2 separate regions of the Capra hircus genome follow, and region 2 is linked to region 1. Evidence: chromatin contacts called from public Hi-C data. All regions are on one chromosome and are shown on one strand. Each heading gives the region's core, a stretch centred on a gene start, on an enhancer-like site or on the middle of the called end of the contact. The rest is flanking DNA. Distances are from core to core; before and after follow the strand shown.

Evidence for each region. A called contact is a pair of places that touch in the nucleus more often than the background predicts.
Region 2: a Hi-C map of blood shows a contact between it and region 1, with 2.2 times the contacts expected there. The contact joins the enhancer-like site here to the promoter of MBP in region 1. A contact is called at or near these places in 2 of 5 Hi-C or Micro-C datasets (both in blood).

The regions. Positions count from the first base shown.
Region 1 is chr24:2,235,015-2,240,009 of ARS1.2, forward strand. MBP (myelin basic protein) reads left to right here and starts at 2,306. Exons shown (of 9, transcript XM_018039439.1): 1 at 2,306-2,393.
Region 2 is chr24:2,279,142-2,284,136 of ARS1.2, forward strand. It overlaps MBP (myelin basic protein), which reads left to right. Exons shown (of 9, transcript XM_018039439.1): 3 at 4,503-4,590. Among named protein-coding and RNA genes, the nearest start is that of MBP, 44 kb to the left of the region's middle. Within about 2 kb of position 2,195, at least 2 of the 5 cell types and tissues checked have an H3K27ac peak or open chromatin away from gene starts, as enhancers often do.

The DNA.
Region 1 (4,995 bases), core at 1,056-3,555:
TTTTAACTCATGCAGTCTGGTCTCCTGGACATTATTTAGATTAATTTCCTGACTTCCTTCAGTTTGGGTAATTTGGAGATTTAACTGGACTGAATAAAAATGTACTGAGTGTGTGCCATGCAGGAAACTTCGTGCTCCCTGCTCCAACATGAAATGCGGAAGGCTCCTTCCTCTCATCATATGAAGAGCAGTGGGGGATAGGGGGAGTGGTCATATAACTTGCTCAGAAATATCAGAGACAATGAGGTTTGGATAGTTTATCTTTTACCTGTCAAAAGACCCATTTCAACTTTATTGAAATTAGTAACATAAACCTCTGTCACTGTGCTCACAGACGCAAGACCATCTTCATGTGAAGTGTGACCCCACAGCCCCAAGGGGAAGCGGCCCTCTCTGCCTCCTTCACGCTGGTTCCTCCCACCAGCACGAGGGGCCCTCCAAACACCCATTCATCACTTTATCGTGTTCCTTGCTCCCTCGTGTACACTGTCCTTGAAGTTCCCATGAGTCAGGGGGCATTACATCCCCCAGTACATGCATGGTGGGATTTTATAAACACTGTAAGGACAATGTTAACTGGAACTTGGCAGGACTGCCGTTTGCAGAGATGGCTGCTGGCATCGGTGACGTTTCTACAAGCAGGAAGCAGGGCAAACATTGCTGCTTCCCTGTGGCCTGGACTCCCCAGTGTTCAGCCCTCACTGACCTGTGCAGGTCAGAAGGCCATCCTCCTGTTTCCTGGTCACTCCAGGAAGACATCTGGGGGAAGCAGATGAGATGTGGTTTGTGATGCTCAAGTGAAAGTCACTTGGTCATGTCCAACTCTTTGCAGCCCCATGGACTGTAGCCCAGCCAGGTTCCTCTGTCCGTGGGATTTCCCAGGCAAGAATACCGGAGTGGGTTGCCATTCCCTTCTCCAGGGGATCTTCCAGATACAGGGATCGAACTGGGGTCTCCTGCATTGCAGGTGGTTTCTTCACTATCTGAGCCACCTAAAACTGACTTCCATGTGGAACCTAGTATATATGGGGGGGGGGTGCATTTTAAGAGTGACTGGAGTCAGGAACCTGGGAGTCAGGGAGCTTCTGGGGTCTGTCAGTGCCCTGAGCGTCCTTGGATTCCTCCAGCTCCCCTACCGGCACCCAGCCACCCTTTACGGCAAGGAGGGAAGGCCCCACAGAAAACCGGGAAACAGGTAAGCTTCGCCTTCTGCACAGCCCGCGCCGCTGCTCAGCTGTCTTCCTGACCTCCCATCTCCAACCCCAGAAACCCCCAGACGAATCTTTTCCGAGGAAAGAAGCAAATGTTTCTGCGATGGTGGACACCGTTCTGGCGGCATTACCAGCCCTGGAACGTGGTTCACAGACCCCCCGTTTGTGAGGGCTGGCTGGGACAGGTGGCCCTGAAGCCACACTGGGCGCTGACTCTCCTCGCTCCCTCGGCCGGCCCAGGAGACCCGGGTTGAGCCTCGCCAGGGGTCAGACTTCCGCTCCCCCGGGTAAACAGTGAGGGTCCCCGCCGGCTCCCGGGAAGTATCAGATCAGACCCCCGACCTGGAATCTAAGTCGTGAGGACTCCAGCGTCTCCCCCAACGCCTCCTACTTTTCCACCATCAGGAGGTCGAGAATCCGGGGTGGGGGTCGGGGGAAGGGCCATCTGACTGTGTGCAGGTGACCGGCGTCCAAAGGACAGTCTTCCTTCGGACCAAGAACGCGACACTGACCGCAAGCCAACAGATGCTCAGGCCGCAGACCCCGGGGCGCGCCCTCCCGCTGTGGCGCCGCTCTCCGGCGAGCACCTGTCTGTAGGCTGGATGCACGAGGACCTCCGGGAGTTCTCAAGGGGCCAGTCTTGCGGCGGCCCTGAACCCAGAGCCCGCGCAGCAGAGTCAGCCGGGCGGCCGCGCTTGGCCCCTCGCCGCCCGCGGAATGGGGCGTGGAGCAGATGCTATCGCAGGTCCCTCCCCGCGCTCGGGCGGGGTGGTTCGGAGGCTCAGCCGCGAGCGGAGGCTCTAGAGCCGCAGTTCAGCCCGGGCCGGAGTCCGCGCCGCCCAGGGCAGCCCCGCGCGGGGCCGGCGTGCGCCCGGAGCCCGCGAGGCGGAGCCGCGGAGAGGTGGTCGGCGCGCGGGCGGCAGGTGGGAGGCCCGGCTCCCGAAGGCAGTGTTTACCTGGCTCGCAGGAAGCCCGGGAGGCGGGGGAGGAGCGGCGGGCGCGCCCGGCCCTCGGAGCAGCAGCCAGACTGCGCCGCCGCGCCAGCGAGGACGAGCCTGCGGCCCCGGCGACCGCGGCCCCGACCCCGAAGGCGGCGCCGGAGCCCCGGGACCCCGCGCGCTCGGGGCGGGAGGCGGCCCGGACCCCGCGGCGCCCTCGGCCTGGAGAGACGATCGCCGCGCGGTGGGTGACCTCGCCGGGGGCGGGCGGGTGTCTTTGTCTGCGCCCTCGGAGCGAGGACGCGGGAACGGGGCGCAGGGCTTCCCCGGGCGGCCGCGCAGGTGGCGGCAGGTGGCACCCGGGCGGCCACTCTGCGAGGGGTGAGCGCGGGTGTAGACGCCGACCCCGAGCGGCAGGGCTGTCCCCGACGGGTGTCCAGGTGTGGGCAAGGCCGGGTCGGGGGCCGGGGTCGCGGGCAGAGCGTAGGAGGCGCTCGGGGTGGAGTTTTGGGTGGGAGGTGGCAAAGGTCAAGGAGGCCACCCTGGGCCGTGCGGGACCGCTGCCTGGGCGAGCTTCAGGGCAGGCCGGGGTACCCGCCGCTTAACGTGCCCGGTAAGGATACGTCTGGAGCTTACCGCCGACTCCTGCCTGCCCCCTCCCCCAGCCCGGGCGAAAACCAGTTTCCCTTTGAGCGCCGAGGGCGGCGACAGGCGACGCTCCGGGCTTCCGCCTTCCGGAGGCCTGGCCTGGCTCCGCCGCGCCGCCGCGTCCACCTGCGCCCACCTGCGCGCCTGGCGCCCGGGTGTGAAGCCCCCCCTGGGCCCGGGACTGGCCGGCGTCCCGAGGGTGCCGCGTGCTCTGCACGATCCCCAGGCACCCGGTGGCTCTGGCTCCTCTGGACTGCTGGGGGCACTGTCTCGTTTCTCCCAGGCTCTCCTTTCTCCTCTCCTTTCGGAAGGCAGAGGGGGGGATTGGAGAAGCCTTAGAGTTTCTCTGGGGATCTCAGTAGGACTCTGGCAGGAAACAAGCGCCTTTGGGTTCCTGGTTCTGTTTTCCAGTCGCGACAAGGTGAGGGAGTCCATACCGTGAGTTCACAACCTCTGCAGCGCGGCTGGAGTGTGTCTGGGGAGACCCAGACCCGGTTGGGGGTGCTGGCTGTTCTGACAGGGACTCCACACCTGGCCTGGAGAGATTCTCAGAGGAAGGGCGCTTTAGGGTGTGTCCCATTTAAGACATGTGGCTTTTGGACAAGACCCCCCCAGCTCAGGGAAATGGTTTGCAGAGTATGGCCCAGGAGTCTGGGACACCCCGAGAGCCGGGCTCAGTCCTGCCCCCTGCTCCCTGGCAGAGTCACGCTGGAGTGCTGGGGGCCTTCGTGGACGTGGGGAGCTGAGAGGGGTGCAGACCCAGCCGGAGCTAGGCCGGAGCAGCCCTTCAGGAAGGGATGGTCAGCACTGGGTCACAGCCTCACAGCTGTTTCTCCCAGTTCAGGGGAGGGGCCGTCTGTCCTCCACCTTTTTTTTTTCCCAAATGGGATAAACCAAAACCTGAAAGGAGGGAATCCAGTTAAATATTATGTAAAATGGTGGCTGATAGTAGCTCCCAATGGTTTAACTGTTCCGAAATGACTACCTTTACTAACTCAGGGTTAAACAAAAGCTATTTGGTTCAAATTCACTTTAAAAACTTTCCAAACTATCCCATTTCTGCCCAAAGATAAGAACACTTTTGAGTCACTTGTGCTGTGATTTGGTGTTGAACCGCTCCAGCCTGGTTTGGGCTGGGAATGGCTCTGGCCACTTGCCCTGAGGAAAGGCATCCATGAAGGCGGAAAAGGGCAGAGACCAAGGTTTCTGGCGATTCTTCCTTTTTCCTCCTGAATTTTTAAACATTAATGGGAGGTTACGTTGTTTGACTTTTAGTTTCTCTCTCGAGTCTTTAAAAATCTGACACTGGATCACAGCTGTCCCCGGGCCTTTTCTCCCCAGGTATCCAGGTAGCGTTTCTGACCACTTCCCAGTGGCCAGGCCATCTTCTGAGAGCTGCATATCATTGCATTAACAGGTGTAATACCCTAGGATGCCCTCATTTGATGTAACTAGCCTATTAGAACTCTCATTTTCACTAAGTAGGAAACCAAGGCACAGAGACCCCCCCGGGGGCGCCCAGGGCTCAGTTCCAGAAGTCTGACACCAGCCCCTGTTGCTGCCCTTCAGGGCGAAGAGGGCAACTTGCAACACCCACCGAGCTGCCTTCTTCCTCTCTGGCTTCCCTGGTGGCTCAGAGGTTAAAGCCCCTGCCTGCAGTGCGGGAGACCTGGGTTTGATCCCTGGATCGGGAAGATTCCCTGGAGAAGGAAATGGCAATCCACTCCAGTATTGTTGCCTGGAAAATTCCTTGGATGGAGGAGCCTGGTGGGCGATAGTCCACGGGGTCGCAAAGAGTCGGACACGACTGAGCCTCACTTCACTTCTCTTCTCTTTAAAATCCCACCGCTAACAGGTGGCTACACCCAGCAAAGCGTGCTTCCTCTTCAGGGTGGTGGGACTGGAAGGCTGCTGTCTCGTCTCTGTTAGTCACCTCTTCCCTAACTTCCTCAGCAAAGTTGTCAATAAAGAGGGAAAGACAGTTCTCTAATGCCTCAGCACGGTTTTTAGTAAGTCATCACAAGCGGTGAATCACTTCCACTGGTCCTTTAGAGCCACTGAAGGAAGCTTAAATCTGCCTGAGCTTGGGGGCCCCAGGAGGTGGGTTTAATCAACAGTAAGTGTACAGTAATTATAATGATGCTGAAGCTCCAGTATTTGCGTCATCTGATGAGAAGAGCTGACTGATTGTAAGAGAC
Region 2 (4,995 bases), core at 945-3,444, 44 kb after region 1:
AAAAAATGTGCCTGCAGTGAGTTTTTTTTACCCCTCCCCCAGAGCTTTCTTGTTATTTGTCAGAAGTTTCTATAATGATCAGCAGCTTATCCTCTGGGTCATTCCTCCTAAAATTGCCACCCTGAGACTGTCAGTCTTATAAAAAGGCTGGGCTGACAAAAGGCAGCTTTTCCTCCATAACTGTGTGTGTGTGTCAGTAGCTATACCAAGTAGAAGAAAATCTCTAAAAATGACACTTGAAAGGATGGGGTCTGTTGCCAGGGAATTGGACATGATGGTTAGCAAGCACAGCAAACTGCTTCGACTGAGATGAACATTGTGCCAACGTTGTTGAATAATGAATCTCCTTGATGATCACGGGAGTTTTGCTTGTTGTATTTTCCCCTAAAATTCACAGGGGAAAGTAAGTGGATTCTTACACTGTTAGGCTGATGGAAGGGGAAACTGCCACAAATATTACAAAGAAGCCCTAACAGCTTGAAACGCACTCAGAGATTTACAGTCACAGACACAATTGAAGAATCAGGATGCACTGGGACAAGGACACTTGGGGTCTCCATGTCCTGGGCCTGACCCTGTTATAGGCTGAGCCCTTTATCACATTTCATAATTTACAGGAAACTCTTCTTTATCACGAAAATTTCGTCCCATTTGAGACACATCACCTTTAATTTCTTTGTGTCACTTGTGGACATTTCGCTTATTGAAAGTGTGTTCTTTATAAGGATGCTTTTTATACTCACGAATAGCAACGGTATCAGGTCTCGGAAACAAGTTCTTTTCTTTGGACAGAAATTAGTCAGTAAATTTCCCAGGGCAGCATGTACTTTCCACACACCTTCGTGCTCCATGGTGTGGGGGAGAGGTGTTTACTCAAGCAGAGGGCTGGTACGGAGAAGGGAGAAGGTGGAGGCAGAGGGGGAGGTGCTTCCGCGGCCCTGCCTGTATCACTGCTGGGGCGGCACCTGTTACGAGAGCCCAGAGGCTGCGTGAGGCAGGGTGTGAGACACGAAGCATCTCTTCACCACGATGCCACTCCAGCCTCACCCATGGATGTGAGGAAGCTGTGTGACCATATCATAAACCTCCATTCACTGAAAGCACAATGATTTGCTTGAAATATCAAGCTTTTCCTCTGAACCATCATCCCTGACCCTCAGCACTGTTTTACTGAGTTTTACCGAGAAGGAAAACGCTGTCCATTCTAGTTAGAAGACATCATTGATTTTGCAGGAGCATCTTGATTTTAAAATGTGGGAAAAAATATCCACAATGATTTACAGTAACAGCTAAATTGCATTTAATTAACCACTTCTCCAATAAAGCTTATTATTTTGTAGTTAGTGAAGGATATGATATTGATGGGTTTCCCAGGTGGCGCTAGTGGTAAAGAACCCACCAGCCAATGCAGGAGAGATTCGGGTTCCAACCCTGGGTGGGAAAGATACCCTGGAGGAGCAACGCACCCCAGTATTCTTGCCTGGAGGATCCCATGGACAGAGGAGCTTGGCGGGCTACAGTCCATGGCGTCTCAAAGGGGCGGAGATGACTGAGATGACTTAGCATAGCATAGCACCTGATATTCGTACCAGCATAGAAGGGAGACGTGAAACCAACACAGATAACAAGAATTTATAGCTGATGAACGAATCTATCACAAAATCCTTTCTGTTCCAGGTTTTACTCTCTTCTAAAAATAAATAGGTAGATACGAAAAAATACATACTATGTTACCTTTGGCTCCCTCTGCTAAAACAGGACTTAGCCATTTAAAACTAGTCTTCAGTTCAGCTACTCAGTCGTGTCCAAGTCTTTGCAACCCCATGGACTGCTGCACACCAGGCTTCCCTGTCCATCACCAGCTCCCAGAGCTTGCTCAAACTCCTGTCTATCAAGTCAGTGATGTCATCCAACCATCTCATCCTCTGTCGTCCCCTTGTCCTCCTGCCCTCAAGCTATTCTTAAACAGCATAAAATTGAAGTTTTCTCTCCAGCACTTGTGGGGGACCAGGCGCTGTGCCAGGTTTGGGGCTAGAAAGATTTATCAGGCAGTATCCCATCCTCAAAAAGTTTGCAGTGTTGGTGGGGAGACAGGGATGGGGCATATTGGTCTACAGTAGAGACCAGCTCAGATCTACAGGATGGGGAGAGGGGGGACACAGGAAGGGGACTGGAGACAGGGAAGCCACTGACGTTGGGGTGGGGCTCAGTGAGGGCCTGAACCCCCAGGTCAGGTGGAAGGGATGATCTGAAAGATAGCGATGCGAAGTGTGCATGGAGGCCAGAGAGTGAAGCAGCAGGGAGGGGAGCTCAGCGAGGCAGGCTGCCCACGGTCTGGCCAGAAGCCAAGTTAGGCACTGTCTTTAAAAGATTATGGTTTGACTCATTCCGCCTCCAGAAATGTGTCTTGTGCAACGTTGAGCAAGCAAGCAAGGAGTAAGGCAGCATCAGTCATAACAGGTCACAGGGTCCTGGGCTGGAGCCTGGTCACCTGGGAAGAGTGACGCTGTGATGCAGGGCTAGGTCCCTGCTGACCAGGACAGAGTGTCCTCAGGGACACCCTCTCCAGGACTCCTGGTTCAGTGACAGAGCAAGAAGCAGAGCCATGTCCAGAGTGTGGCAGCATTTACATAAACACAAAAAGGAGGAGGAAGGGAGTGAACTTGGGCAATGGCTGAAATGAGCCCAGGCCGTTTTGAGGAAGACAGAGGCTAGAACCTCACCCGCAGGCAGGGTGGCAGCTGGGAGGTGCCCAGGGAGCCTACTCGTCTCCCCGTGACCTTTTCAGTGCTTTTTGAATTTGATGTCAAGCTCAGGCATTCCATAGGAAAATAATTAAATACCATAAAATTGATTTAAAATAGGAACTGAACCACATCTATTCTGTGCACTTAAATTTTAAAATTCAGAAAGCACCCTGGAAAAAAAAAATTGACATAAACAAGAAAAAAGACAAGGAGTCCTCTCACACCCAAAAAAAAGCACCATGGTCTTCATAAAAAAGCAGAGGGAGTGGGGGAAGGGAGGGAAGAAACTCCAACTCTGAGGGTGCAGGTTCCCAGAGTAGACAGGATGGAGACCCAGCCAGTCCAGCCCCTCCCCTCAGAGGTCCAGGTGGTTGAGGATATTAGTATCAGTCCTGCACCCTGGAAGGGACTCTCCCCCAGGGCTGCTGCTGTTGTCCAGTTGTTCAGTCGTGTCTAATTCTTTGCAACCCCATGGACTTCAGCACGCCAGGCCTCCCTGTCCATCACCAACTCCTGGAGTTTACCCAAACCTATGTCCATTGAGTCAGTGATGCCATCCAACCATCTCATCCTCTGTTGTCCCCTTCTCCTCCTGCCTTCAGTCATTCCAGCATCAGGGTCTTTTCTAATGAGTCAGTTCTTTGCATCAGGTGGCCAAAGTATTGGAGCTTCAGCTTCAGCATTAGTCCTTCCAATGAATATTCAGGACTGATCTCCTTCAGAATAGACTGGTTGGATCTCCTTGCAGTCCGAGGAAATCTCAAGAGTCTTCTCCAACAGCACAGTTCAAAAGCATGAGTTATTTGGCACTCAGCTTTCTTTATAGTCCAACTCTCACAACCATACATGTTTACTGGAAAAACCACAGCTTTGACTAGACAGACCTTTGTTAGCAAAGTAATTAGTCTCTGCTTTTTAATATGCTGCCTAGGTTGGTCATAGCTTTTCTTCCAAGGAGCAAGCCTCTTATAATTTCATGGCTGCAGTCACCATCTGCAGTGATTTTGGAGCCCCCAAAAATAAAGTCTGTCACTGTTTCCATTGTTTCCCCATCTATTTGCCATGAAGTGATGGGACTGGATGCCATGATCTTAGTTTTCTGAATGTTGAGTTTTAAGCCAGCCTATTCACTCTCCTCTTTCACTTTCATCAAGAGGTTCTTTAGTTCCTCTTCACTTTCCTCCATTAGAGTGGTATCATGTGCATATTTAAAGTTCTTGATATTTCTCCCGGCAATCCAGCTTGTGACTCATCCAGCCCGGCCTTTCTCATGATGTACTCTGCGTATAAGTTAAATAAGCAGGGTGACAATAGGCAGCCTTGATGTACTCTTTTCCCAGTTTTGAACTAGTCAGTAGTTCCATGTCCTCTTCTCTCCCAGGGCTACCACTGGGAGAAAGTTAGAACCCAAGGGAATCAGTTTTGGTATCAGTTCCATCCCATGCTTTCAGCTCACAATCCAAAACAGGGACCAAGTAGTCACATTCCTGAGATACATGGGATGGTGTCTAGCTTATTTAATTTAATCATTTCCGTTTCTTCTGTATGGAAATACATCCTCCAGATGCTTGCATGCTCAGGCAGAGAAAACAAAGCAGAATGCCACATCCTGTACAGAAATCCACACCCTAAACTGAAATTCCACCTCAGACCTTGAGGATGGATGTGAGAATTTGTTTATCAGCTCCAAAATGTGTCAGGAGGAAAACATATTATTTTAAGAGTTTATGTTGTGTTGGTTTTTTTTCCCCCCAGGACAGTGAAACTAACAGAGGAGAATATGAAAAGAAGAGAAACACTCGTGACCTTTCCCGGGAGATCTCGGAAGACAGTGATGTGTTTGGTATGTAATGTGAAAATGGGAAGATGTGATTTCCTATGGTGATCCTGGGCAAACACATTCTCATTTGGAGAAGGTCTTACTTTTTTAATTACATGAGTGAACTGTGAATCTGTTCTCCTTGTTAGAAGAGCAGGCTGTGCAGAAACCTGGAGGCTAAGTACCCTCCACCCACCTCCTGAGAACGCCCTCACATGCTCCGCCGCCGTGAGACTGCCCTGGCCACCCTCAGTGCCAGTCTCCGTCTTGCTTGTGCTCTTGGCTGGGTTTTGCGTGCTGTTTTGTGCCCACAGACACCAGAGATTCCCCAGGTTTCCCCTTGCTATACGCTGTTTCTCCAATCATGTATTTGATCAGTTGGGTGTGGACATCAGAAGCGGTCACAGTGCACAGAGGAACCATCTAATG